Regions from separate parts of the Drosophila melanogaster genome. Here region 2 is linked to region 1. The links are chromatin contacts, called in public targeted proximity ligation maps. All regions are on one chromosome and are shown on one strand. The core of a region is the stretch at or near the end of the contact, and the rest is flanking DNA. Distances in the headings are between cores, read along the strand shown.

The links.
Region 2: a targeted proximity ligation map of the Kc167 cell line shows a contact between it and region 1, with 3 times the contacts expected there. A contact is called at or near these places in 96 of 107 Hi-C or Micro-C datasets (the Clone 8 cell line, the D17-c3 cell line, the Kc167 cell line and 31 more) and 7 of 7 datasets of targeted methods (the Kc167 cell line and the S2 cell line).

Annotation. Positions count from the first base shown.
Region 1 is chr3R:29,255,064-29,259,265 of dm6, reverse strand. CG45544 reads right to left here and starts at 2,781. Exons shown (of 2, transcript NM_001300653.1): 1 at 2,329-2,781; 2 at 1,841-2,184. The coding sequence starts at 2,602. The coding sequence ends at 2,369. stg (string) reads left to right here and starts at 3,466. Exons shown (of 2, transcript NM_001276137.1): 1 at 3,466-4,202.
Region 2 is chr3R:29,295,629-29,299,352 of dm6, reverse strand. CG14506 reads left to right here and starts at 2,173. Exons shown (of 3, transcript NM_001276138.1): 1 at 2,173-2,298; 2 at 2,360-3,724. The coding sequence starts at 2,259. The coding sequence ends at 3,534.

The sequences.
Region 1 (4,202 bases), core at 1,532-4,031:
ATAGAGCTCTCTCTTAAACAGCCAAGCAACTGCAAGAATCGGAACTTGGAACTTGAATTGCAAGCCCCAGCTTATCAGAGGAACCAAGGGATGTTCAGAATGACCATATCTTCAATATTTGAGTTAGATATAGATAGATATGTACAATCACTATGCTTTGCCATTGTGTATGCTTTAGTTTGTGTAATAAAATCTTAATAAATCTTGAACCATCTTCTCAGGCTATTCGAACCTTAAGGGGCATGGTGTACCAGTTGATTGCGATATCCTCCTACCTCGCAAATCATATGATGACACAACACCCACCCATGGAGATCCCATTCAACACTAATGGACAGTTGATTTCCTCTTCTTCAGCTTTCTTTCACATTTAAACTCTGAACCCGGCAATTGATTGTCCGGGAGAGAGCTTCATTTCGCGGACAACTGACAATGGGCGGCATGTATAGTATATGGGTGTGCGTTCTCTAACATCGAAATGAATTGCTTATTTTGACATTTATTAAAGCTTTAAATAAAATTTATGCAGAGAATCAATTAGTGGGGCCAGCCATAAAGGCAAGTGAGATGAAAAATGAAAGAAGAACGGCACGCAACGACGGAAAGTCAAGTAACGAAATGTATCTCGAAGATACAATATTTCTCACAATCGGTTTGTAGACGAGAAAAACGAACAGAACGCGACTTAAAAAATACATATAACAAAAAGGCAAGAAGACAAAATCACGGCCAAAGGAGAAGGCAGCGAAAGATAAACAGAATGCGGATCGATTTGACTCCTCTGCGCCCCCTCTCTTTCGCACTAAAACGAGTCCTGCGCACAAATACACACACTAGTACGAAAAGGTTTTGGCGCAAAAACAAAAAATCTAAAGTAAGCAAGGCTATTCCCTGCGCTTCACCTACTTCTTCGGCAGCGCTGCACTTCTCTGCCTCTCTCCCTCTCTCTTTCTGCTGAGAAATCTCAGCGCCGCGCCTCCTGCCTCCTTCTTCCTTGCTCCTGCCCCCACCCCCTCCCTGCTCGTTCGTTCCTCGCTCTCCTCTCCCTCTTTCTTCCTCAGCTCGTGTTCTGGAATTTGCGCGCGCACGTTGTGAACGCTCCTTCTATCCTTCCCCACCCCCTCCTACATTCCCCTTCCCCCATCGCACACACACACACAGCAGGACTAATTCGGCCTCCCTGCTGTTCATATCCTTCGCTCCTGGGCCCGATCAGCTGATCGAACATATGAGAGAGGGAACCGCTATCCCTGTCTAACTGTTTCTTCGTCCTGCATTCTAATCAGTATCTGTGTGCGCACCTCTTCTCTACTTCTCTTCCATTCGCACCTTATGTACCACGGGACTTCCCCTGTCCATACCATTGCCCCTGCGTTTTGTTAGGGGAAAGGGGAAGAGTAGGGGAAAGAAAATTGCATACAAGAAAATCTTGATATAAGTCGAAAGAATTGAGAAGATAATATATGCAATATACTAAGATAATTATATTGCTAAATAGTGTGCACTTACCAGTATGTACTATGCAGATTTATCTGAAATAAATTAATAATTAAATTATAAATAAATTGCATTTCAATAGCTTTTAGAGGGATGTTGAAAATTTGCGCTTTTTGTATCTCTCACCTAGACATCTGATCGCTGGCCCCTCTTTGCGCTTCCTTCTAATTGCATTGCATTGTCTACCACACACAAACACACGCGCGCGAAAACTGGGACCGCCCAGCCTTTAACCCATGCCTGCCCACCGCACCACCCTTAACCCTTTTGGCAGTGATTTGCGAAAAGCGCGCGCGCACAAAAGTATCTCAAACGCTTTTTTCGCACACTTTGCAGGCATTTTAATGCACAGACGACCGAGAAAAAAATAAAATAAGAGCCGATGCTCAAAGCTCACTTCTTGGAATTTCGATTTACAATTTAGCTCTTCACTTTTTGCTGGTCCTGTGATTTTTTTTGTTCGTTATGCTGTTTTTGAGGTCCCCCGCTATTGTTGTGCCCCATTCCCATTTCCATTCACATTGTTGCTGCAATTTCTTTCTCCGCAGCCTATTCTCATTCTTTATCAAATTTACCCACTCACACACGCACACACACGTGTGTGAGTGTGCTTTTGCATACGCTTTTGATTCCGCTTCCTCCGCTTTGCCCTTTTTCTGGAGCCCGGCGATATCACGGTGGTATTATCTGAAATCCATAATTGCGAGGCTATAATTGGAATGAATAAAAGCATAAAAACTGGATAAGAATTTGGTAAGTAAAAATGAAAATAGCAGAACAACTCGAGCTAGAAACTACTTTTAAATAGTAGTAGTAAGTTCACAGATTTACCTCTAGTATATGTATTTTGCCACACTGTGCGCTCGGATCGCTATGAATGAGATTGGTTCTGAGCTTTTTCCTTCCCTATGCGCTTTTTTAACTTGTTCAAAACCACTTTATGATTTCTGCGTCCTTCTCGTCGTTTTGTGCTGGTTGTTTTCCATAAAGATGATCCTCTCGGCTCTTCCTGCAGCAACAACAAAAGCTGGCCAAAGGAATTCAGCGGAATGAAACCGTAGCTCATTTGGTTGGTGGCTTCGGCTGTGGTTGGTCCCGAAATCATTTACTTTCGCCTGCTCTTCAAGCGGTGTGAATGATATGGCCTGGTTGCACTGGCCTGTCCTTCATTTGTTTGCCGCGAACCTTACAAAAACACACTCGAACTGCACAGCACAGCCCATGGGTGTTCGCAAACCCCCAACCCTCCTTAGTGAACCCCTCGGATCCTCCAGAATGACTCCCGCAGGGCATCGGCGCATATGTAACTCGATTTTTGCTTTAACTTTGCCGCGATTGCACACAAACGAGGGGCTACAGTGGAGCTTCGGCGTGGGCAACTAGTCTGAGCTTCACATTATCGATTATTGGTCATATCGCATGGTTGACATCATGATTTTCCACGTGTTTGCTACTGTTAGTAGTAGTTTATCTAGCTTAAGATCTGTGTTTGTACGGATTCTCATTAAAGACACACGGTCCATCGTGTAGAGTGCTACCTGTGAATGGATCTCTGTGGCTGGAAGCTTTGCTCATTTAACGACATTGGCGTCTACGTCTGCAGAACACAAAGGAGCCACGCCCCCTCCACGACCGCCCATCCCGCCGGTGCGGCGATCATATGACTGCGGCCACTACCTGCTGATATGTAGTTTTCAGGGAGGGGTTACAAGGGGGGACAGGGGGCAGCAGGAATGCGTGGATCTCACATTATTACCTGCAAACGACACAATCGATGCCGCCTTGAAATTCTGCTTAAAGATTCGCGCAGTTCTTCAGCGTTTCCTCTTCGCTTCTTGGGGCTCCACACTATTTTCACATGTGTTCGGTTCGGAGCCTCCTCGGCTCCACTTCGGCTCCAATTGTGGCGACTTCGGATCCCCTTCGGCGGTACGCGTCGCGGTATAAAAGCTCGCGCGCCAAAATCAGTGGCCTCCATAGAGCTGGCGACCACCAAGGCGCCAGATTCTCCTCGTTTCTCGGGACATTGGTATTCGGTGCGGGATTTTGCGATAGGGGAAGTGCAGGGGAAAGGATTCTACCTGTTGCCGGCACTCTTGTGCTCCACATGAGCAGAGATTTCCAAAACTGAGTCCATATGATCCTGATTCTCCCATTTTCCCAGTTTTCCTTTTCGCATCGCACATGGCTCTGGCCCCGTCCCCGTTATGTGTGTTGGTGTCGCTCGTTGCCCGTCTCCCTTCCTCTTCTATTGGCACTTCTGGGAAGGATAGGAAGGAAAGGATAGGATGGGAAGGCAAAGGAAAGGAGCTGAGAACTAAGAGCTAAAGAGCGAAGCAGAGAGAACAAAAAACGCGCGCCATCTCGCTCGCGCCCATTAGCTCATCAGCTGATCGTGATCGGCCGGGGTGCGGTTATAAAAACCAGCTGCTCGGCATATTCAGCACATTCGTTCTCAGTTCGTCGTCGAGTCAACAGCTCTTCTTGTTCAGCCTTTCGGTTCCTCGTTCGGTGAATTGAGATTGTGCGGTTCAAATTATTGAAGAAAAAGAAAAACCTCGCACAACCACACTCCGAAATACAAAACAAAAAATCATGCTCAAACGGACACATTAACAAAAAAAAAAAACAAAAAAACCTAAATTAACTAAAATGCAATACTAGCCAAAAACCAAGGACTACCATCTCAAATTCTAAAAACAAAC
Region 2 (3,724 bases), core at 924-3,423, 41 kb before region 1:
TGGTCCGGTTCGCATTAAAGCTACAATATATAGTACGAGTAAGAGCAAATCCACCCTGCACATTCAGCTAGCAGTGTGCTGAGTATGCGTTATTTTTATGACGGAATTATTACATCATTCATCTTCATCAGGCGACAATGACACAGACTTCGTGCTTATCGAGCGACTGCATAATGTCTTGACCAAATCACAGGGATGCGGATGCGGATTCGGATGCGGGTTCTAAGTTCTTGGTTCCGGGGTGACTGGGAAAGTCTTGAATGCAAATGTGTGCCTGTCTCTGATTTGTAATCAAATTAAATTTGTGTTTGGTACAAACAATGAGCGACAGACGACAACATCTCGCATCCGTGATAAAAGCCGAAATTCCTGGTAGACACCAAAGTCAGGCCGGAAAATGCAGTTTTCCCACAGTTGCCGCACGGCTCCAATCGCAACTTCTAGGGAAACTCCCTCACCACCAGAGCTGCGCTGGTGAAAACCTCATAAATTCTCACTTTTTGGCAGGCCGCACACGGCGAGGGAAATTCGAGGCGGCAGGACTCGAAGGACACAGCGCCAGGCGATGAATAGACATTCCCGAGATAATCAACGGCATTATCTTCTGATTATTATGTGTTCTTGGGGCATTTCAGGGAATTTCGTTATGATGAAACTCGCAAAAAATATCGAACTATATCCGGGATGATCGGCGGATGATGAGGATGCCGGGACACCCGGTTGAGTGGCTGAGTATCCGCTTTCCTTTCTCCTCTCTCGTTTAGTTTTTTTTTTTTTCGCAAATTCTCTGTGAGCTCATCATAATCATCATCAAACCCTCGGTCACTTGAGGTTTAAGCCAACATTAAAAAAGAGCCGAAAAAACACCCAAAGACGAAGGAAATCGCCGAAATGAACGTGAGAACACTGAATGTCCTCGTACCGAAATTTGCTTGGGCTCCTCATTGTTCGTTGAAGTGCTCGAGAGAGATTTGCTAGTTGTGTCCTTATTGTTTGCGGGCGAATGTTCATGAATGAATCAATGAATGCCTGAATGGCTAAACGGCTGAAGTTCACGTCCGCACAAAGTATCCGAGTATCTGAGGGATATTGCCGCGTTTTTAGCTGGAATCCCGGATGCAGTCGAGGCGTGAGAAGGAGGCGATCTCTGCGGCCTTGGCAACAAGTCTATTAGTCCGCCATGGTCCACTTGTTTATGGCTTACGTAACCTGGGTGGCAAAGGATGTGCAGGATCTGCACTGGCAGATGGATTCGTGAAAGGGATGCGCGCCCTGATTTCTGCGAGTTGGGTAAACATTCATCGCATCCGGTGCACCCTTGACCGATTGCGAATGCAAATCGCACATTAGAAGCCATGTGCAACTTTCCGCCCAGCAGTCAAACATTATGCAACCGAAACCGAAGGCCGCCCAGTCCATTGATGGCAAATGACAGGGAAACCCATTCGGGACACGTTTTTATGGAGGTGCGAAATGGCACATTTTTTCGACGAAACCTGCCGCGTCATTGAGTCGTCGTCCTTTTTACACCGGCTATGTGCAACCTGAACAACCTGTGCAAGCCTTGCAATTTGTCACCTGAGGCGACATTCAAACTGCCAACGCATTCCAGCTGGGTTTTTGCCTTTGGCCTACTGGTTCCTTTCATTTGGCCACGATTTGGTGGCAACAGTTTCATGAATCGCAGCCGGAATGCCGACCGTTACGAATATTCATTCATGGCACGGCAGCCACTCTGGGGACCTTAAATGGGGCTTTGACTTTGATCCTACAGTTTCATAAAATATTTATGAAATTTCCGATGAAAATATTTGTGCTCAGTTTGGCAAATCATTTCCTTGTGCGAAACGGATAAAAATTTTCCCAGGCCTCGATGAACTGAAAGTGCAATTTTCATTTATGCAATGGGAAAGGTTTGAGTAGGTTTGACTTTTAAGGATTTGGGGAAACCTCAGGGGAAAGACTTTAGATTCTGCGTAAAAATTAGGGAATTTATTTCTATGAATGGCAATTTTTAAGGGAAAACTCCCCACTTCACCACTCTTATAATAAATAGTCATTGATCAGAGTTGGCTTTGGGTTTGTCTATCAACCAAGTATATTTCAACTTGGCTTTAAAAAGCATGGATAGTTCATGGAGCTCCTTGATTTCCCTAGAACCCCTGGGAGTGACCAACACGCCATTGGACTTGCCTGGACTTGATTCGTGTCCTTCGCCAAAAAGAGCAAGGATTAGTGAATCCCAGCTGGGGGAAGCCATGCCCAGGGAACCAGCTAGTGTCTATGGGGAAAAGGCAGGTGAGAACGGCTATCGGGGACTTTAAGCTTCTCACGGACTTTGAATTATCCACAATCCTAGCAAATTTCCATTCCCTACAAGAGAAGGTGAAAACGTACCAACCTGGCACAGTGGTAGTCCAGCCACCCGAACGACGGCCTCCCGAGCCGGAACACGATCGCCTGATGTTCATTCCCGACCTAGACCAGGACATTACCCATCGGGATGTGTTCACCTATTTCAGCAAATTTGGGGATTTGGAGAGGGTCAGCGTGAGGAATGGCATGAGTAACTTTAACTACGCCATGGTGCGGTTTAGTCGCACTTCATACATGGAGCATGCCATCGAATCGAATCCACATCTGATCAAGGGATACCGATTGAACTGTCGCAAGGCGAAAGAAAAAAGTACAAATAAGGGAAGTCAGCAAAACTCTGGGACCATAAAAAAACCAAAGGCAACGATAACGCAGCCACACAAAGCTCCTGTAAGGCAGGCAGAGAAAAACGACGCCAAACAAAGTGGTCACAAATCTTTAGAGAAGAATTCGAAGCCACCAATTAACAGATCATTGCTTCTTCAAAAACTGGTAGAACCCACGTCCTATAGTCCATTTACCGCCGTAAAATCTGATCGAAACTATGCCTATGCATTAACCAATGACATTGGAATCTCCCGCTGGAGCTTTAACTTGTTGAAATTCGAACCCAGTTCAGACGAGGTGAGGGCCCTGGAAAAGGGTCTTTCCAGTTCGGCAAAGCTCCTACTGAGCATACGGAAGAAACTGGCTGCCGTGCCCCACAAGTCTGTCGAGCCACCAGCTCCAAAGTGGCCACAAACTCCTAGTGATAAAGCCGTTCCAAAAGTTACTCTTAAGATAGCTCCACCAATTCCTGCCTCTAGTCCAGTGCTCCCATCCCTGCCACAAACTCCTAGTGATAAAGCCGTTCCAAAAGTTATTTTTAAAATACCTCCACCACCTCCTGCCTCTAGTCCAGTGCTCCCATCCTTGCCGAGCCTTCTGCCGATCACTCCCCTAGTGCCTAAGCCCAAACCTGTTCTTCGAAAAGTTTCCAAGTCAGATCTCCGCTACGCCGTTCTAGCCAGTTTGGGTCAGAACTATGTCCATCACTGCTACACTAATGTGGCAGCTTATCGGCGGACCAAGAACTACGTCGACCTACAGCTCAGCGAGATGAAAGACCGACCCAGCATTTCGATGTTTGCGGATCAGATGTACGCACAGAAAGAGTAGGAATTACCAAATGCAAATCATATCTATCATATCATATATCATTCAATATAACAATAGTTAAGCAATATTTCCCAAGAAACTTCAAAGAACACTTTCATTATAAGGAAATGGCATACATTACATAAGTCGGACACTTTCTAAATTGAGGGAAGCCGAAGGATGTGACTTAGATTCCTGGAAGATATGAATG